Linked DNA regions of Rattus norvegicus: region 2 is linked to region 1. The links are chromatin contacts, called in public Hi-C maps. All regions are on one chromosome and are shown on one strand. Each heading gives the region's core, a stretch centred on a gene start, on an enhancer-like site or on the middle of the called end of the contact. The rest is flanking DNA. Distances are from core to core; before and after follow the strand shown.

Region 1 (7,611 bases), core at 3,684-6,183:
TCATCTTGTGCTCATCCATCTCGAGCTACCTCACGGTTTTGTGGCACAGGTTACGGGCGCAGGCGTTCAAAGGCCTCACGGTCCTCAGGTTTGGACCATCGAGCAATACCATCAGCCGCAAGTACCCATGATTCCTCACTCCGACAGGCAAGGTAGTTCAGTGGTAGAGCATTTGCCTAGCACACGGAAAGGCCCCGGGTTCCCAAAGATAAAAATAAAAAAAGTAAGCTTACAGCTTTGGTGTATCGCTGGATGGGACTACAAGATTGGGTGGCCACTATGAAATTTCCTAGGAAGGTGTTTTTCACTGCTGTCACAAGCACCTTGACCAAAAGCACAGTGGGGAGGGAGGGGTTTATTTTAGCTCACAGTTCACAGTCCATCGTGGAGGAAAGACAGGACCAGAGGCCATGGAGACTCCTCTGGCTTCCATATACCATCCAGGACTCCCTGCCTAGGGGTGGTACCACCCAAAGTGGGCTGGTACCTCCCACTTCAACTGTCAATCAAGAAAATGCCTATAGGTAATCTGATGTAGTCATCCTCTCAGTTAAGGCCCCCTCTTCCCAACTGACTTCAGTTTGTGTCAAGTTGTGAAGAAAAGCAAAAGAAGAGTTCTAAACCAAACAAGCAAAGCCATGACCCAGCCATACCATTCCAAGCCAGTATAACACAGATGTTTTTTCTATGTCCACGTTTCTAGCTACTCTGTTCACAACAGGTAGGACATGGACTCCGTCTGGCTGTCCACCAGTGGATGGATGGATAAGGAAAATGTGGCTCCATGTACCCGAAGGGATTTCATTCGGCTGTAAGGATGGATTCATGACATTTGCAGCAAAATGAATAGAACTGAATATTATCTTAGGTGTTCGTGCCCAGAAAGACAAATACCACACACTCTCTCATGTGTGCATCCCAGGTTTTAATTTCTATATGTGTCTTCTGGGAAGGTTGTGGGGAGGGAGACGACGACAGTGAGCCAATACCTGAGACTTGAAAGAGGAAGAAAGCTATGTGGAGGGGAAGGAGGGGGGAGGGGAGACGAGAGAAGGAAAGAGAATAAACAAAACGATGTATGGAACTCTTAGGGTGCCTATTACCTTATGTGCTAATATTAAAAAAAAAATAATGAAAAATAAAACTTAAAAGACCCAAAAGCTGAAATCTTAACTAATTAATAATTTCTCCATGACAAACGGGAAGCCTAGTGCTCTGGAATCAGGGCTAGCTGGTCATGGGTGAACACATATCTACTGGTATGTGTACAGATGCTTCTTGAGCTGTTTTGTCCTGGGCCACCTCTCCAGAACCCAGACACCTCCCACTCATGTCCAGTGTCCTCAGAATCTCCGCCTCTCTCACTTGGGAGCCGAGGGGCCCAGTTTGCTTTGTTGTTTTGTTTCTCTGGTCCCTGCTGGCTGATCTGGTCACTGTTCTGGGAGGCAGGGGTTCCTGCCCAGGCATAGTCTAACAACAGTGACACTCTAGGGCAAGTGCCTCTGGGCAGGTGGGATGCTGTCAAGGTCAAGGCCAGTCAGCCTTTGGGCAGACTTGCTCCCTGAGCTCCTGGCCCACGACCGGGGATGCCTGGGTCTTAGGCCTCCTCCTTTCTTCTGTCATCCCAGGGCTGTGACTCTCCCCTCAGCACACACAGCAGCTTGTCAGAAGTTCAGAAGTAAGGTGGGCCAAATAAACCGAGGTAAGTGACCAGGCCGGGGTGGCCCACTTTTCTTGACTGCTTCAGAAGCCACCAGGCAGAAGCTGTACAAACAACACATGAAACCCAGAGAGACGCAGTCAGAAGGGCAAAGAGGCCCTTCGGTACTAAGTGGAGTGGGCCGAGAAAGAAGTGTGCCTTTTCCAGCTCTCAGTAATATAGGAAGCCAACCCTCTTCTCAGAGAAACATCAAGGTCTTCAGGGCTCGGGGTCGCAGGCCCACTACCGCTTAATCTCAGAGCTAGTGCAGAACTCCAGGCTCTGTGCATGTTGATTTAGGTCGGGAAGACAGGGCTGTGGCACGGCCATCGAAGTCATGAACAACTGAAGGGCTCTCTCTGGCCCAGCAGACAGGACTCCCAGCCCCATGATCCAAACAAGAAAACCAACCTCCAGGACCATCACACTCCCAGGAGAGGTGCGGTGAGAAACAAGAAGTGATTCCCATTTGCCAGTGAGAATGCTACTTCACCAAGGTACCTACCTCACTGGTACAGTAAGGCACAACCCTGAGCTCCCTCCCCTGCTCTGGGTGAGGAATCCCTGAGTCATTTGCTCACGTCTCCAGAGTGCATGCCAGGTGCTCTCTTCCTCCTCAAGTGCCAAAACATTACCACAGAACCCTGCAAAAAAAAAAAAAAAAAACCAAGAAATAGTTTCCAGGCATCAAAGACACAGAGCTACTTGGGGAAGATGGGGTTTCAGGAGGATGCCCGGTACCAACCCTCCTAGGTAGGCATATGCTATCAAGGGTAAGGCCAGGCAGCATTTGAGGGGACTTGCTCACCGGGTCCTTCCCCACTCTCTGCTTCTGTGGACACAGCGAGCTGCTCCTCTAGGATCTGGGAGGAACAGATAGGGTCACAGGACAGTAATGGGAGGTGGATGCCCAGGAGCCAGACATGTTTGCCTGGTTCCAGGTTTGCCTCTGAGGCAGCATCCGCCACTGGGTCTGGGCCCCAAGCTTTTCTTTGGCGCTGACTCAGTGAAAGTGAGGACGTGGCTGCTCTTAGGTTTGATTGAGGGGAAGGGTTTTTTGTTTTGTTTTGTTTTGTTTTGTTTTTTTATTGTAGATATGAGGGAGAGATCAGCCAGAGGCATCTGGAAGGGTCCTGACGGAACACAGCCAGCACAATAGATTGAGCCGTGAGAGGAGAGAGAGAAGGGGGAGTAAGGGGGGAAGGAGAGAGGAGGACAAAAGAAGACCCAGGAGAGAGAGAGAGAGGGAGGGAGGGAGGGAGGGAGGGAGGGAGGGAGGGAGAGAGAGAGAGAGAGAGAGAGAGAGAGAGAGAGAGAGAGAGAGAGAGAGAGACAACACCAAGGGAAAGAGGACCAAGAGAAGAACCAAGAGAGTCCAGTGGTTAGCTTACATAGGAATGAGAAGTGTCAGTTCTGATACGTTAATGGGCACCTCAGCCATTTGTCCTTTGGGACCTCACACTGAGGACATGTTTGCAAACACCTCAGACCTTTTGGAAAGGCTTTGACTAGATGGATGCCAGTGGGTGGACAGGCTGGGAAGGGATGAGGGCCCATGAGGCAAGAACAAAGGGGTTTTCCTACCCTCTGCCCAGCTCTCCTGGGACCAGGGTAAGAGGTTAGGATTCCCAAGGGCGAGGGGAGCAGCGGTAAGCTTCTCAGATGGGAGAGACTAAAAATACTGCCCCTGGGACAAACCAGAGGAGCATATGGGAAGGCTAAAGGGACCCTGAGATGCCTAGTGTCCTTGAATGCCCTTCGAAATACTTGAACCAGAAAAGGTCAGGATGGAACTGGTGAAATCTTTGTGGGGGTGAGGTATAGTAACAGTAGTATATTTTGGCCCCCTCATTCTCTCTCTCAGGCTAGCCTACACCACCCCCCATCTGCCCAAAAAGTCTTCCTCCCTTGAGGAATCAATTCTGATGAATTCTGAATCAATTTTGATTAATACCCGCCCCTTGCTAATTTTTCTCTCACACAGGAAGCCACGAGGAAGGGAGACACGTAAGTTTAGCTCCAAACTGCCGCCTTCCTTGCCTTTGGAGAATCGTCTGTCCCTTTTCCAGTCTGCCCTTAAGAACACATCTTACTTTCTGATGAGGTGTGAGGGAACACAGACAGAAGGAGTCACCCACATGCCCGTTTCCACTCTCTCCATACTCCGTCTCCCCTTTAATGGGCCCTGCTTCCGGCAGGCACTCTCAGGGTCAGTCCCAAGGTCCCAGCCACCCTGTGTCCTATCTGTTCTCAGCTTGGGGACAGACAGGGTGGGCCAATTGGCAGACAGCAAGGGAATGGGCAAAGTGCCCAGTCCTCCAAGGGCCCCACTTATCAGCCCTGAGTAGGGGCTGGGTCCTTCCGCTGCCTGTGTCTAAAGCACCAGTCCTAATCAGCTGCCCCAGAACACTGCCGGACCAGCATGGTGAGCTAGTTCGAGGTGGCCCTTGAAGCAGGAGGCTTCAGGACCATGAGTCGCGTTTTCTTGCTTCAACTTTCCAATTGCTGAATATTTTGAGATTTTTTTTTCTGCCTGTAACAAAAATAAGTGGTGTTCAACTGACCAACAGTTTCCTAGAACCAGCCATTCTTGCAGCTGGCCGGCCCTCTCAGGGATGAAGTGAGGGTCAAGGGGCAGAGGCTGCTGGCTGCACATCGAGTGCTCGGCGAAGCAGAGTGATCAGTCTAGGCCCACCAGCCCCAGAGCCCCACGACGAAAATCCCGCGGTCCTATTCCACCCTGCTGCGTCCGAAGGGGGCAGTGAGCAACCACGGGGCACCGTACCCACTATGGGTTTACCCGCCCCCCGGAAGAGGTCCCGAAGCAGACTGTCTCCTAGTCGGTGGGCCACAGCAGTGTCGCCCGTGCCCGGCAGGGGGCGCCGGCAGCCTCGGGCGGCTGCTGAGCCCGGTCCCTGACGTCACCGCCCGCGGTCGCCATAGCAACGGCCTCACCAGCGCGCGCGTCAGAGCCTCCAGTCTCTTGGCAACCGCCCGATCTCCGCTCCCCCTCGGCAGGCACCGGGCCGCGCGTCGCTCTGGCGTCAAAACGACGTCAATGGGCTGTGCCTGCCGCGGGGGGCGGGGGCGGGGCGGGGCTTGCGCGGGGCGGGGCCGGGGCGGGGCGGGGCGTTGCCGCGTGCGGCCGGCGGCGGCGGGGCGCTGACATGCGGCGCGGCCCGGGCGGCGGCAGCAGCGTTGGCGGCGGCGGCGCGAACGGCGGGCGCCGGAGCAGAGCAAGCAGCCGAGCGAGTGGCGTCCCGGGTCGGGCACACGGAGGGCGGCGGAGGTGAGCGATGGCGCGAGTTCGGGTCTCCGAGGCCCGCAGGTGCGCGCATAGGGTCGCGGGCAGGACTCCAGCCCCGCGGGCTCCCCATTGTTGCGGGTCGGCGCCCGGAGGCGGGTCTGTGAGCGCCCGGTTGAGAAGCCTGTCCTAAGGGACTGAGCGCTGGCTCTAACGGACGGGAGCACGGTGAAAGCCCGGGGCCCGAGGGTGTCCAGGGGCTGGCGTGGGGTCCACCGAGGGTGGACTGCTGGCGCGCGCTCCCGGTCAGGACCGGGGGTCGGGGGGCGCGTGCGTGGGGGCTCGCACTGAGGGAACCTGGGATCGAGGGGGCGCGCGCGTGGGGGGCGCGGGCTGGGAGCCTAGGATCCTAGGGCTCTGACTAGGGAATTCGGGGTAAAGGGGGTGCGTGCGTGGAGACTTTAGTCCAGGGGGACACAGTGTCAAGGAATGAGCGAGTGGGGGTGTGAGCTGCGATCCAGTGTCGGGGCCACAGTAGGAGCCTCGGGCTGGAGGAACACAGGGTCGAGGACGCACGCCCGGTGGCCAGTGGGACAGTTTTGGTGGCCGGGCTTGGCGGGGAACGGGATCGGGCCGGGGTCGGTCGGTGCTGAGCGCACTCCTCGCTGACCCGCAGGTGCGGCCCGAAGCCATGGTGATCATGTCGGAGTTCAGCGCGGTCCCCACAGGCACCGGCCAGGGCCAGCAGAAGCCCCTCCGGGTGGGCTTTTACGACGTGGAACGAACCCTGGGCAAAGGCAATTTTGCAGTGGTTAAGCTGGCGCGGCACCGAGTCACCAAAACGCAGGTGCGCGCGCGTGTTGTGTGTGTGTGTATGTGTGTGTGTGTGTGTGTGTGTGTGTGTGTGTGTGTGTGTGTGTGTGTGTGTGGTGTGGGGGGAGAACTAAACCAGGGGGGTGGATCCAGCCAGGGGGTGGACCCCTGTGCTGATTCAGTCCTGCAGAGTTGATTGTCACAATTGTAAACGATGACAGTGTTTAGTCTGGTAAAGGGGGGAAAAAAAAGCTTCTACATAATTTGTACAATTACTAGGGAACAGCGAAGATAATAATGACCAGCAGCCGCCCCCTCCCCGCAAGAGGGGGGGAGGGAGAGAGGATGGAAGGGGGGAGAGAGAGAGAGAGAGAGAGAGAGAGAGAGAGAGAGAGAGAGAGAACAGGAGAAGGAACAACAGAAACGAGCGGCTGCTGGTAACGCTAGCTGGCAAATGGCAAATACAGGGGCTTTAATTCAACTTCTATCCCTTTGAATAATGTTAGTGGCTACTTTTATTTTATTTTTCCCCCCAACTTCTTGTGACCTTTTGAAGACATCAAACGTTCGAGAAATTCACTTGCCAAAAAAATAAAATAAATAAATAAATAAATAGAAAGAAAGAAAAAAGACGGTGCAAATGAGGTGACTTGAAGGTTTATTTACCCTCCCCTCTTCCTTTGAAAATCTGTAGGTTGCAATTAAAATAATTGACAAGACACGGTTAGATTCTAGTAATCTGGAGAAGATCTACCGGGAGGTCCAGCTCATGAAACTCCTGAACCACCCAAATATTATCAAGCTTTACCAGGTGAGCCGGAGGGGCCTCCCTGCTCCGTGGGACACATCCATTGATTTTTCTCCTGTCACACCCTGAGACTCCTTGGGTCCCTGAAGGTAGTTTGGGGTTTCCGATGCTGTGTGGGAACCGAACCACTTAGTACAAAGTAGCTGGATTGACCTTCACGAGGCTGGGTAGCTTTATTGACTGTTGAGTCTCTTGCTGTGGGTCCTACCTGTTCACGTTTTGGACATGTTGAGATCTGTTGACAAAGTCCTGTCACTGGGAGGATAGCCCTGTGTATGCTCGGTCGGCTCGAGCGAAGGACAAACTTGAGCAAAACTCGGAACTTCTGCCTTTGCAGATGGTTGCTAAACGTCAAAGAAGCAGCTGTTCTTTCCCCAGGTCTCCTTAATGTATCTTTGGGATACAGCGCTAAGGAAAGACAGGGAGATACTTCAGCCCCTAGGAACTTGCCATTTAATCTGGGCGGAGGACGTGCGTGCCTCACCCGCTTGTCTGTCTGTTGTTCCCTGACAATCTTCCTCAGCAGTCTGCCTGGTGATAACTGGCTGCTTCTGCTGCTGTGAAATAGCTCTGTGTGTGTGGAGAAACCAGGGCTTGTGGGTTGAATTGGTGTGTGGTTCCTGTCAGTGACTCTCAGGATCCTTGTGAGCCTGGGGTGACTGCAAGGGACAGTTGGAAAAGCTGTGCGCACGGTTCAGGAGGGGAAAGAACTGTAATTTAAAATTACCCCCTGGCCAGTCCTTTTCAGAACAAAGACAGACAGGTCTCTGGAGCTTGTGTTTGGCCTGTGGTGACGGCTCCCTCTGAATCTCTTAAGCACAGAGCCCAGGGCTGTGCATTCAGGGGGTCGTGCCTTATTTCAGTCTTTAAGTGGTGGTGCTTGAAGACAGGTTTCCTCTGTGGTCAGTGCTTGAGAGAGGGGACTGGGGAGGCTTGACCCCTGTGCTCCTGCCTGTTTGTGGATGCCCATCTGTCTTAGCACCCTCTTCCTGCCTTCCACTTGCCCACCAGGTCAGTCTCACCAAGGGAACGTTACCCAGGGGATGG
Region 2 (7,611 bases), core at 1,560-4,059, 160 kb before region 1:
CTGAGCTGCCATGTGGGTACTGGGACTTGAACGGCTGAGCAATCTCTCAGGCCCCCCAGACTTCAATTTTAATCAGATTTAGCAACCCGTAACTCAAACTTTAGCCAACTGGCTGCAACCTGAAACCTTCACAGTATGCTGCAGTCTAGACTTTGCGAATTCATTCAGGAGTTAACAGAATCTATTCTGGGTCACTTAAAATAAATCTTTGCAATGCATTCCACGGCAGTTAAAATCCAACCTCCCCTCCCTTTCCCCAAAGCCAGCGAAGTGACCACATTGCCCCCAGGTTCAATTTTATCTCAACACGCCCTGCGCGCCAACTTACAGATAGATTTCTCTGGCTCAGGGCACACTTAGCGTTCTTGCGTCTGCCTGCCTGGCTTCCTCCTGTCAAAATCTCAACAGAGCACAGGTGGCTTCCTTTAGAAGGACTTTCTCCTGCACTTTTCCACGCTACTGATATACATTCCCGCATTCACACGTGCTCCACTACACTGCCATCAGTTCTACCACCACACTGCCAGAGTTCTTCTCAGGGCTAACTCTCTAACGCACCCCAGCGCCTACAGGTACTATCCATGGAACACAAACAAGAAACACAAACGAGCCTCGGCGAACTGGGCCAGCGGTGAGCTGGGACTAGCGGTCAGGAGCTCTGCCGCACAGCCCGTAGCAGCCGCACCCGTGCCCACTGGCGCGACCCTCGCCGCGCGCAGCGGCGCGGACCCAGGCCCGCACCTGTGTCGCTCTGCGTCCTTGCGCTGAGATACTGCCGCAGTTTCCTCACGGCGCGGTCGCGGACGCCCTTCTCACTGGAGGCCAGCCGCTGTGCGAACTGGAGCTCGGTAGACTGCATGGCGGGAGCCATCGCACCCGCTTCAGCATCCCCGGGCTGCGCGCGTGCGGCTAGCCGCCGAGCGATCTGGATTGCGCCTGCGCAGGCGCCGCGGCGCGTGGGTGATGGCGTCACCGGTGCGCCGCTTGCCGCGCGCCCAGGGAGTCCGCGTGGCCCCTGTGCGAGTAGATACGTAGCCCCGCTACTGAAGTATATCCTGTGGGTGGTCCAAGTTCTGGGCGGGTAGTTAGGGTCAGATCTCCTCCGGCAGGACGACTACGGCTAACCTGATGCAGTTCTAGAGTCTAACCACAGCTAACAAAGGTCTGTCAGGGAAGCGGCGGTCCTGCCACCTCCATTCACCCGGTGTCTGTGAACTCCGCGGGCTTCCCTGAGCAGACTTGAGACCCAGAAGGAAGGCCATTATCCTGGCATCCCGAGGCTTACAACAGCACAGGGACAACTTCCACTCTCCCACCCTTCAGCGCCCCGTTCCCCTCAGGACAGTGCCTTGAGTCTTGATGCAGGCACGCAGCATTATAGAGGGAATGGGCCCTCTTCCAATGTGCTGGGACGAGTGCAGAGGGGGCGAGGAGACCCTTGCAGCGTTCTAGGACAGGTTCGGGATTTGGAGAAGAGAGAGAAACCCGTCCCTGAAGCAACAAGGGCACTTACAGAGGTGCGGTGTAGTGAACAATCCGTTCCTGCAGCGAGCAAGCCTCCCTGTCGCATCTTGGGACGGGTGCAAACTTGTTGAATGGGGAGTCAGCAAACCCATACCCACAACGACTGGGTCAGACGCAGGGATGTCCATTGGAGAGGGAAAAATTTTGAGGGTCTAACAGGGAGGGAGCTTGGCTCTGTCTTTAAGACCTCTTGCATTCAAAACACACAGTTCTGAGCAGTAGGTAGTGAGTATTGCTACAGTGAAACACCAGGATCAAAAAGCAAGCTGGGGAGGACTCCCATTTCCGTATTACTGTTCACCATGAAAGGAAGCCAGGACCAGATCTCAAACAGGACCTCAAAGAAGACAGGAACCTGGAGGCGGGAGCTGATGCAGAAGCCATGGAGGGATGTTGCTTACGGCCTTGCTCTTTGGTCAGCCTGCTTTCTTATAGAACCCAGGACCACCAGCCCAGGGCTGACTCTACCTACAACAGGTGGGGTCCTTCCCCATCAATCATTAACTAAGAAAATGCCTTACAGGTCTGCCTACAATCTGATTTTATAGAGACTTTTTTTTTTTTTTATTGAGATTCCCTCCTCTCATGGCTTTAACTTGTGTCAAGTTGACAAAACCAGAACGAGCAGGGAACACACTAAACCAATATGAAAGAAGTCTTTTAACAGTTATGCTTACTTTAGGGACATCCAAAACTCTAGGTCATCAAACATTTGAGAATTATTAGATTAGTATATTCTTCCAAGCTTTAGTTATTTCATTTTGAACCCCGCTCCCCCACCCATGTAGCCCAGGCTAGATTTCCCTTGCTGTGTAGCAAGTTGGTCTTGAACTCCAGCGTCCACCACCCAAGTGCTGGGACATAGGCATGTACCACTACATCTAGTTTCAAACCTCAGTTACCTAGCTAAAATAACTCTTCTGTGCATGCGAAAATGCATCCCTTAACACAGAAGCACTTGGCCAAGGGACGACGAGGTTCTCCCTGTGCGGTTTTTCAGTTTGTAGGTTTGGTTCTAGCATCCTCTCCGTAAACAGGGAAGGACGGATTCTGTTTGACACTCAGGCCTCATTTTGCAGGTCACAAGTCTGAAACACTGAAGGAGAAGAGCCGCAGTAGAGTCTGGTTCCTTCTCATCCCTGGGTCCAGGGGCCGAGAGTGAAGCGCAAATTTGGCGAGATTTGAACCTCGCGGCTTTCCGTATGGTCGGGCATCTTCAGATTCCCGCACTTTTTTTGCGCGTGTTAGAGAGCTCTGCGCAGGCGCACAAAGCTGAGGCCTTGGCTATGGCTGCGATCGTGGGCGAGCGTTCCGGTACTGAGGAGGCCTGCCGGGTCAGTGTGTGCCCCACATATGGGAGCTACTGGTGTTTACTTCCCTCAGGGTGACTCCTGTGCCTGAGAAGATGTCCCTGTAGCCTTGAAGGGGCCAGGCCGGGAGCCGCGCAAGGGTGGGCCAGACCAGAGACACGAGGCGCGGTTCCAAGTCATCTGTGGAGGCCTTCAAGTTAAAAAGTGGTAGCTCAGGTTTTAGGCTGTGAGGCTCTGGGGAACCAGAGCCGTGCACTTATCTGGGTTCTGCCTCTGGTGTCCCTTCACGAGAGGGCCTGGTTGACGCCTACTTCCAGTGGGACGCCATTGTATAGTAGCATGAATGTTTGGGGACAGCAGAGGCCAAAAGCAGCCGCAGGGATCCCATCCTGGAGGAGTTCAGTTTGGGGCACATTAACTTGCGGGCATTTTCTTTGGCTTTTAGAAATGTATATTTGGTTTTTCCTCTTAAGTGTTTCCATTCCCTCTTCCGCTATATTCGTTCTTACTGAATCAGAATTTTGGTGTGTTGCTCAGGCTGGTCTCCCAACGCTTGGGCAAAGCCATATTTCGGCCTCAGTCTCTTGAGAAGCTAGGACTATGGGTGTGGATTACCACCCTCATCCACCGCCGGCAAGGCTCTCTGTATATAAAGCCCACGTATACACAAACACACTCACGAATACACATCTATATCCATATATGTGTAACAGAAGGGACATCAGATGCCAGGGGTGGTGGAAGAGGCCTGTAATCCAGAACTAGGGAGGCAGAGGCAGGCCCACTGCCTAGTCTGCAGAATTCCAGAACAGCCAGGGCTACACAGTGAGACCCGCCCTCTCAAAAAGCAAATCAAAGCTCCAGTGCGCGCGCGCTTTGGAACACACACACACACACACACACACACACACACACACACACACAGACACACACACAGACACACACGAACATGATGTAAACACATTTGTGAGGCAGTTATGAATGTAAGAGTCTGGAAAGAAAAGGAAAGTTGATTTGGGTTGCTAGTTCTAGTCATCTGAAGAGAAATGCTACAATGCTAAGACCTGCTTGTTCCTTTAGCACATGGAATCTAAGGAAGAATTCGTTAAAGTCAGAAAGAAGGACCTGGAGCGGCTGACGACGGAAGTGATGCAAATCCGGGACTTCTTACCCAGAATACTAAATGGGGAGTTACTGGAAAGCTTCCAGAAGTTGAAGATTGTAGAAAAAAGTGAGTTTTCCCTCATGTGTGCCCTCTTGTCTTTAGGTGGGTAGGGGGCGCCAGCTTTCAGTGTTGAGCTAAGTCCAGGATTGCTAGGACTTGTCTATCCAGATGTTTGACATTTGAACAATGTATCAAATACCAGTCGGGACCCTGTTATTATTATTATTTTTTTGGGGGGGGGGAGGTACTTGGAGCTTGCAAAAGCACTTTCCCAATTGGGACTGGACTGCAATCCAATCAGCTTTTCGGTGGGTAAGGCTAATTTCTCAAGTCACATCGGACCGCCAGCCCTCATAGTGTGCGCCCCAGAGGCCCAAGTAATGTCTTGAGCTGTAAGTCCAAATAAGGAAGTGTCTTATTTTTCCCCAGTAATTTATTTATTCACTTTACGTCCCGATTGCAGCCCCTCCCCCACACCAGTGTGGTGTCGTCCTGTCATCCCGAAGGTGTCCTCAGCTGCCCCCACCTCCTTCCCCACCAAGAAAGTGTCTTGACTGAGGAATGTAGGTTTCCGAGCCAGTCTCGATGGTGCCCGTGCCTGTAATCCAGTACTTAGGTGGTGGAGGTATAAGGACCGGGAGTTCAGGATCATTTTCCCCTATGTACCAAGTTCAAGCCTCACCTGAGAGCTGTGAAACAGGCAGCACAGTGATCTCAGAAGGGGAGGACAATCAGGCCACATAAGTTGTAAGCTAGAAGGGATCGGAATGTGGGTTTCTAGTTTGTACACGTGTACTTTGCCAGTTAGCCAGCCCTATTCAGTTAGAAGGGTGAAGCAGTTAGAAGTTTGTGAGACTCCAGTTCCAGGGCATCCATTATCCTCACACAGACACGCCTACAGGCAAAATGCCAATGTGTGTGAACTTAAAAATTAAAAAAAAAGAAAGGAGTAAACGGTTAATGGTTACACGGAGCCCTGTCCTATTCTGTCAGGAGTTTTCTCAGCCATTAACTTCTGCCTTGTACTGTATTCTGGGAGGTAGACCCCCTACAGACTAGAATTGGAAGGCCTCTCTGAGCAAAGAGAGAGGGACTGGGTGGGAGGGGTGCTGGCCTGCCCTCTGCCCCTCTTGTTACTCCGGTGTTTGGGTGGCATTGCTCCACAAGTGCCCTCCCAGTGGCCTCCTCCACAGTCTACCTCTTACTGGGCTTCAATAACACACTCTCCCTTTGAGAGGGCCATCACCATTCCCTGGCTATGTCACTATCTTCGTGGGGGGCCTTACTCCTCCTGTCGCCGGTTATTGACTTTCTAACCACTTCATTCTGATCTCATGCTCAGCTGGCAAGTTTTGAGAGCAATTAGCGTCAGTGCATTTATTTCCAGAAAAGGAAAATGCTGCCTGGTAACAGAGTGCATTAGCCTGCTGGCTGATTGTTTCACTGTAAAGCCACGAACCGGTGGTCTGCGAAAACGTATCAGGATCTCATTTGTCAGAGATTAGACGCCAGTCTCCTTCCCAGGGCAGGCTAGAGGCCACACATGAATCTGGTAACTTGATAAAGTCAGACTGTAGGGGCTGTTCACTTGAGGTTCGTGGCCTTCCCGGGCTGTGTGTCCCTTCCCCATCTATCTCTGCGATGTCCTCTTGGTCACCTTTGCCTATTCACCTTTCTCAAGACTAGCAGTTCTCATCCTTCCTAACGCTGCGACCCTTTGACACAGTTCCTCATGTCGTGGTGACCCCCAAACTTAAAATAGTTTCGTTGCCACTTCATAACTATGATTTTGCTGCTGTTATGGATCGTAATGCAAATACCTTTGTTTTCTGATCGTCTTAGGTGACCCCTGTGAAAGGGTCTTTTGATCCCCAGCCCTCAAGAGGTTGTGACCCACAGGTTGAAAACTGCTACTCAGAAGCCCTTAGACAGTGCAGGTGCCCGAGGCCCAGCCTAGTCCTTCCTATTTCATCGTAGCCTCCCCAAGGCAGTCTCGTGCACACAGACAGCCTTAGTCCTTTTGATGTGAGTGGCTGCTGGACGTATCTCTGTAGCCAGCATCCGCCTTTCCCTGACTCCCACTTGGCATCTTTTCTCACTTGATCATTTGGACTCTAAGTGCCCATGCTAAGCTTATCAGGGACAGGTGTGTGTCTGACTAGATCAGGTTTACGTCTCTCTGAGGCGTGCATGACCACAGGTACAGAGGAATGGGAGGCACTTCACCGGGCCCTGGGGACAGGCTTGGACTTAGGCGGTGTGGGAATGAAGCAGTGTTTTATGTTGGAGATGGCTTCCTATATCCTGGGATAACCTCGAATTCTCTGTGCAGCCCAGGCTGGCCTCAAACAGTAGACATTCCTGCTTCAGCCCCCTAAGTCCTTAAGCGCTGTTTCGACGGCTCAGAGCAAGGTGGAGCTTTGTGTAAAGAGGCAACTAGAGGCTGAGTGCGAAGCGGACCCGGGTCTTGTTTGCTCATAAACAGTGATGCTCAAATAAATGTAGAACACTGTGTAGACGGACCTTGCCCACTGTGTGGACGGACCTTGCCCGCACCTTTGAGGCTATCGGGAAGCCAGGCTGTGTTTGTGTGTCACTCTTCAGGCCAGGTCAGGTTTCTCCTTCTGAAAGTGGGGGAGCGGGCTGGAGAGATGGCTCAGAGGGTAAGAGCACTGACTGCTCTTCCAGAGGTCCTGAGTTCAATTCCCAGCAACCACATGGTGGCTCACAACCATCTGTGATGGGATCTGATGCCCTCTTCTGGTGTGTCTGAAGACAGCTATGGTGTACTCATATACATAAAATAAATAAAAGATCTTTTGAAAGTGGGGGAGCTTTGGAAAGGAATTCGATGACTGCGAAGTGACATCGTGACACGTTCCCATTAATGGGAGACATAACGTTTCCTGTTTACTTGGCAGCTGGCTCTATCTGGGCCTGCTACTGTAGCCCGACAAGTGGCAGGGCACCCTTCCACTTAGCAAGATCATTTTTACTTTCTTCTGCCTGACTCCTACTGATTCCCTTCTGCTGCTTCTCCCTGGCCTGCCTTGGAGCTGTACCGCCAGTGAGCTCGGGAGATGCTTTCTGACTTTATCAGCCTGTCGTCATCTCTGCTGTTTTGGTGGGGCCCTTGTGCCTGCCTCCTCTAGGCCGTGTCTACTGTCCCCAGCCTGGTCATCTTTGCCTGATTCTATCATTCTACCACTGGAGCGAAGCTGTTACAATAGCTGCTCCTTGTCCGTAGGACAAAGGGCAGCTAGCAAACGGTGAAGCCTTTGTACTGACGGGTAAGCCTTGCCTAGAGTAGCTCTGACTACCCAGACACGAGCCCTGTTTAGGCATTAGGCACACCTCGTGTCCTTTGCTTCCTGGGAGGTCACTGTAAACTTTCAACTTAGGCCCTCCCTGACTACCTCCGCTTTTCTGGGCAAGGCAAGGTTGAAGAGATGGCCTTCTACAGCGCCTTTATCTACTTTTTGCTCTTGAATTCTCTCTCTCTCTCTCTCTCTCTCTCTCTCTCTCTCTCTTTTTTTTTTTTTTTTGTGACAGGGTCTCACTTGGTAGCCCTGCCTGTCCTGGGATTCTCTATGTAGATCAGGCTGGCCTTTC

What was found. A called contact is a pair of places that touch in the nucleus more often than the background predicts.
Region 2: a contact with region 1 is called in a Hi-C map of kidney, with 3 times the contacts expected there. The contact joins the promoter of Hsf2bp here to the promoter of Sik1 in region 1. A contact is called at or near these places in 12 of 12 Hi-C or Micro-C datasets (the A7r5 cell line, the Rat2 cell line, Schwann cells and 7 more) and 1 of 1 datasets of contacts at active chromatin or transcription factors (oligodendrocytes).

What each region holds. Positions count from the first base shown.
Region 1 is chr20:9,955,968-9,963,578 of GRCr8, reverse strand. Sik1 (salt-inducible kinase 1) reads left to right here and starts at 4,933. Exons shown (of 14, transcript NM_021693.3): 1 at 4,933-4,988; 2 at 5,620-5,790; 3 at 6,451-6,567. The coding sequence starts at 5,635. It overlaps LOC108349047 (a long non-coding RNA gene), which reads right to left and starts at 4,726. Exons shown (of 4, transcript XR_001842578.3): 1 at 2,508-4,726; 2 at 2,205-2,343.
Region 2 is chr20:10,116,141-10,123,751 of GRCr8, reverse strand. It overlaps Hsf2bp (heat shock transcription factor 2 binding protein), which reads left to right and starts at 2,809. Exons shown (of 8, transcript NM_001127683.1): 1 at 2,809-2,858; 2 at 3,915-4,065. The coding sequence starts at 2,811. Rrp1b (ribosomal RNA processing 1B) reads right to left here and starts at 927. Exons shown (of 16, transcript NM_001427282.1): 1 at 742-927. The coding sequence starts at 871.